Regions from separate parts of the Rattus norvegicus genome. Here region 1 is linked to region 2. A link is a contact called in public Hi-C data. All regions are on one chromosome and are shown on one strand. Each heading gives the region's core, a stretch centred on a gene start, on an enhancer-like site or on the middle of the called end of the contact. The rest is flanking DNA. Distances are from core to core; before and after follow the strand shown.

The links. Hi-C and Micro-C count contacts between places; a contact is called where the count stands out from the background.
Region 1: a contact with region 2 is called in a Hi-C map of liver, with 1.8 times the contacts expected there. The contact joins two enhancer-like sites. A contact is called at or near these places in 3 of 12 Hi-C or Micro-C datasets (Schwann cells, liver and mammary epithelial cells).

Annotation. Positions count from the first base shown.
Region 1 is chr6:124,649,189-124,651,888 of GRCr8, reverse strand. No RefSeq gene overlaps it. Among named protein-coding and RNA genes, the nearest start is that of Foxn3, 78 kb to the right of the region's middle. Within about 2 kb of position 1,333, at least 38 of the 93 cell types and tissues checked have an H3K27ac peak or open chromatin away from gene starts, as enhancers often do. A contact at or near this core is called in liver, where this site is marked.
Region 2 is chr6:124,407,956-124,410,655 of GRCr8, reverse strand. The region is part of intron 2 of Foxn3 (forkhead box N3); the gene reads left to right. Among named protein-coding and RNA genes, the nearest start is that of Foxn3, 160 kb to the left of the region's middle. Within about 2 kb of position 1,370, at least 2 of the 93 cell types and tissues checked have an H3K27ac peak or open chromatin away from gene starts, as enhancers often do. A contact at or near this core is called in liver, where this site is marked.

The sequences.
Region 1 (2,700 bases), core at 84-2,583, 240 kb before region 2:
CACAACCTTCGCCAGGTACACAGAGACGGAGGTGAGGACCGGGTCGGGGAGAGATAAAACTAACAGTGTTTGTACATCAAGGGATACCCTCCTTGGGAAAGGTATGCTTTGGGTCACGCTGTGCCTGGATCTTCACTTTAAATTATTACTCTTTAGCTTGGCTTCTTGTACCCCTCTGTTGCAGTAAAAATTTAAAAGAGCCGTTTCCTATCAGTTCCTGAGAGCCGGATCTGCTCACTCTGGCTGCTGCTCTGCCATTCGGTCTTCAAGACACCGTCTCTGGATTGTCTCCCTTTGAGCCACCCTCTCTGCGCCATCCCCTAGGTGGTAGTTACTACGCCTGGCACGCATGCGCGCGCACGCACACACACACACACACACACACACACACACACACACACACACACACACAATCTCGTTCTGCGGGCCCTTGCGTGTTCTCACAAAAATAACCAAATACATAAATAGGTAAACTTCGTGGACATAGTTGAGGAGAAAACAGTTTTTACACCCCTCCCCCCAAATATCTACCTCAACGTGGGATAACCACAGCAAGCAAGTCGGTCTTGGGTTACCATTTTCTCTCTTTACTAAGAATTGAGAGTTTCTCGTTGTGCCAGTAGTATTTACAGACAGGGACATCTGCAAATTATCAGGGATACATCACTATGTAAACCGTTTGTCCAAAGGTATTTTGGACGTCTCTGATTTCAAGTTCTCAATCCTCTTGTCAGACCTTGTTCCAGACAGCATGTCCCAGGTGGTGTGGGGTATGCGTGCTTGGACGGCAAAGAGAATGGGGGTCTAGCCAACAGGCAGCCTAGCGAGGAAATTTGAGCAATATAAAAGGACTGGACCTCATGAGTATCCTGTCCCATCCCGCCCAGCTGTTTGACCTTGGCTACACTTTATGGTAAATGAATTAACTAACCTCTATATCACAGGATTAAAAAAAAATTAGATGACATACAGAAAGTGCTTTGCACGACTCCTGGTTGAAGTCAAGACATGGATCCGGCTAGAGAGGAAAGAATGGTGGGTTAGGGAGCCTTCCAGGGGCTTTGGGGACTTTTAGATCAAGTGAGGACAGAGGAGGAGGGAGGCGAGAGGAAACAATGCAGAGGTGTTTTCTCCTGGGTCAAGGGCCACAGTGCTCCTGGGTGAAGGAGTGTGGACCTCACATGGGCCAGAAGGGGCGACTGAGACACTGGGCCACCACGTGGCCATCAAACCCAACCCCCACGTCAGTCTCTGCCAGGCAGAAGTAGGTGAAGGGTGGAAGCCGGGAGACCGGGCCGCGGAGGCGGACGCCCGCTGCAGGTCTCCTAGCAACGCCAGCCCCGCCCCGCCCGGCCTGGAGCGCCGGCGCCCGAAAGCGGGGACCGGCAGGCCACGGTTGCCATGGCAGCGCAGCCGCCGCGCCTGATGCTGGCGGCTTCTGTGGGAAGCTCGGGCCCTGAGCCCCGCGTGGGCGGCCCGGCGGCGTCCCCAGATCTCCCCGAAAGGCGCAGCCACCGAGTCGCTCCTCGGGCGTAACCGGATCCCCTGCTCGTCCACGCCGACGGGGCGGGTCACGGCTTGGAGACTTTTTCAGTTCGAAGGGACGGAGTTGATCGTCCCGGCAAGGTCTAAACTCGGCAGAAACGTGCATGCGCGTCCCCTCACGCGCACACACCAGCACACACCTTGAGGCCGTGCGTCTTTTCCGCAAATGTTTTCTCCTGAAAGATTTGGTTTTTTAAGTCTAAGAAAGAGTATGTGCAGAAATCAGACAGGCTTCCAAATTCTGTCCTTGAAAACAACGTCGAAATAAAAGCTGCATTTCTTAAGGGCCATTTTTAGATCGTAAATGTCTGAATCCGGACTGGCAATCTGCAGTGGGCTTCACCGGGAGAATCCGGTTAGAGGTTTTAAATTTTAAACCGTTTACGCCACCCCACTCCACTCCCTGCTAGGGCAATAGTCTCGCTAGGGCAGAAGAAGCCACTTGCAAATACAAAGCTCATTCTCTGGCTTGAGAGTATTTTTAACTGAGGCGGAGTCAGTCACGTGTTTGTGATTTTAATCAAATTGACAAGGGCTCGGAACAGGAAAAGCTCGCCATCTAATTCGAACACAACATTAGGGACATCGTGAAGCAGCCTCTTTGGTCTTGTTCGAATCAGAGCTTTTCACATCTTAATGTTCTGCATATAATTTCCTCGATCCACTGCAACTGGAAAATTTAAATGAAACCCTATTTCTTAGATTCATTTTTATGGTAAATGTCTCTGGGCTGAGATTATGCATATTTCTCGATCAACAAGAAACCGGAGCAGCAATCACCGTGAATTGAGCACCTCGCTGATTGAGCAACACTTGAACCTGGAGGCACGAACAGCCCTAATCTCAGAGTGAAAATCCTTCACGGTGTATTTCAAAAGAGTATTTACAGCTAACCTTTTCCACTCCGAAGGATCATTCACTTGCAACTTTCCTATCCTTCGCTTTGTCAGAGTAATCGCTTTAAAAAAAAAAAAAAAACCCAACTACTTTTACCTACTTTTTAGTTTGTAGCTGGAGAGATGATCATATAAAAAAGTATTTATGGGGAGGCAGATGAAATGACTCAGCAGGTAAAGGCGCTTGCCCTGCAAGCCTGACAAGTTAGCAGGATCCCTGGAAGCCATATAAAGATGTCAGGAGAGGACGCAGAGCCTG
Region 2 (2,700 bases), core at 121-2,620:
TGATCCAAAGCTAGCTGATGTAACTAGTTATTATCTCATTTCCCCTTTAAAATTACTACTACTACTACTACTAATAATAGTTCATACCAATTATTTATAGTTCTTTATTATTTATAAACTTATAAATGATATTTATATAATACATAGCAATTATTATGTGTATGCGTGACCTGTATCAAGAGCATGCATGTGTGTGTCTGTGTGTGATGTGTGTGGTGGTCAGAGGGCAACACCTAGTTCTTTTCTACCCCCGTGTGCTCCAAAGATCTGCCTGTGGTTGATTGCCTTGCTTACTTGCTAAGCTTTCACCAGGAGTCATCTCGTCAACCTCCGCCCACCCTCCGTTCCTCCATTTTTAAGATAAGGAAACTAGATAGAGGGAAAGAAGTTATGTTCCTTGCCTGGGGTTATCTAGCTGGTACGTCCTAGCATGTGTCTGCTTGGCTGTACTATTCCGGTCTTGGCATTGTGCTTGGTATGTTTATACATTTATTGTTGCTTCGCATATGCTTGCCAGTGAGCTGGAGGGATGGCTCAGTAGTTAGGAGCACTGGCTGCCCTTGAGAACTTGGGGTTTTGTTCTCAGCACTCTCTGAGGGCTCAGAACCACCTGTGACCCCACCTTCTGGCCTCTAAAGGTACCAAGCACTCATGTGGTCTGCAGACACACAGGCAGGCATGACACCTGTGCACATAAAATAATACACAAACTTTAAGATGCCCTCCTGTCCTGGATGACCAGTGCCACGTGTATTTTTCCCGGGCTGTCATTCAGGACCTCGTCACTCAGCGATGGGCGTGGAGTTGATAGGTGTTGAAAGCAAATCCTTGTTGACTGAATGAGTTGCCTGAGCCCTAGTCTAGACCATCATCAGTTTACGGTTTTGTTTATGGTTACGGAGGAACTGAGAGACTGTATACTTCTATTTTGCCTCTAGCAGGTGACTTCATAGGCTCAGGGTTGGCAGGGGAGCCTGAATTAATGAATCTCACCCCACCCATCACTGGTACTTTCCTTACCCTCCCCACTCCGGAGTCACCTTCTTGCCTACTCCCTGCTGAAGAAATACCAAGAAGCCTTTCCCAGGCTCCACCCTTGAGGACTGGCCTGGTAAACACAGGAGGGAATGCACAGAGGTTGTCAAATGGTGACCAAGTCTTCCACTTCACTGAGGAACTTCTGGGTCTTCCAGCCGAGGGTCTCTTTCTTCTCCACAGAAGGGGAAAAGTGAGGTTTGTTATTGTTATCTTGGCCATCACAAATAGCGTCCTTGTGTGTTGTGGTCAAGCTGTGACTAAGGGATTGTCTTTGCCTGTACCTGCTCCTCCTCCTCCTAGGACACACCCTCTTGGGCTTTTGGTGACCTTTATACCCCACCCTCCCAGACCGATTGATTCTTCTGGAATCCAGTGGCCCTCAAAGTATGGTTGTCAGGCCTGCAGTGCATTTTAGGGATTCGAAGTCTCAGGTCAAGCCTCGGCCTCTGGAACCAGAAATTATGGGTGTGGGGACCATTGGTAGCATTTAAATTAGCCTTCCAGGTAATTCTGAGGCACATTTAGATAACCGGAACACTGTGGTAGAAAGCTTAGAACTCTACAGATGTAAATGCAAGCATAAAAGAAGTACATTATCAGGAAAGAAAAAAAAAACCAACTTCTTCTCAGGGAGAGTCACTAACAGTATTTTCACCTCAGTTTAAAAAAGCGACCTACTTATTTCATGTGCGTGCGTGTGCGTGTGTGTGTGTGTGTGTGTGTGTGTGTGTGTGTGTTTGAGTGTATGTATGCATGTATATCGTGTGTGCAGGTGCCCAAGGAGGCCAGAATGGGGGATTGTATCCCATGGAGCTAGAGGTACAAGCGGTTATGGACTGCCTGATGAGGCAGAAACCGAACTTGAGTTCACCACAGAGCAGCAAGTGCTCTTAGCTCCCCTATATCTGTCCCTCTTCCTAAATTTGTTAAAAGAAAAATTCACAAACTTGTCTTCGTTTCCGTTGTTTGCTTCTGGTACTGAGGCGGGAACCCAGGGCTGCGTGTCTGTGAGCTAACAGGTGCTGCAACACTGAAGCTCTCTCAGCTCCGACAGTCTTTCCTGTGAACGGTAGCCATGCCGTCTGAGCTGTCCAGAAATTCCCGCCGTATCCAAATCGCACTCATCTTTCGAGTCCTATTTCTCTGACAGTGTGACTTGAGGGTTGTGTAAATACCTAGCCCTTTCCTTCGCTTTGAGAACGGAGTGCAAAGGCAACGCTCACACTGGTATTCCATGAGTTTTGTTAGGAGCTTCCACATTTGTTTACAAATAGGTAAGCCCTGTAGGAGCGAGACTTTGGCCCTCTTGCACCTAACCTAATGCTTGGTAAATGTTTGTTCAACAAACAAGGGCATTTTGAACACAATCAAGTTATACTCAATAAGTCTGTTTGCACTTTTCTACCCGGAGGAGAGGTTTTCAGAACAACCACTCCATGGGGTGCTTTCTTGATATACATTGCTAGGACCCTACTTAAGGATATTGGGATTAAGGATATTTTAAGGAGTGGCTTCCCAGGTGGCTTTTAAGGACTTTGCGGGACAAACAACTCAGGTCTAGGGTACACCTACATTTTGCCAGGCCTAACTCCCAACCATATTTATCAGATCTCTTCTTTACAAAATTATCTACTCTCCGTTCCCTGAGCCTGTTGCATCTGA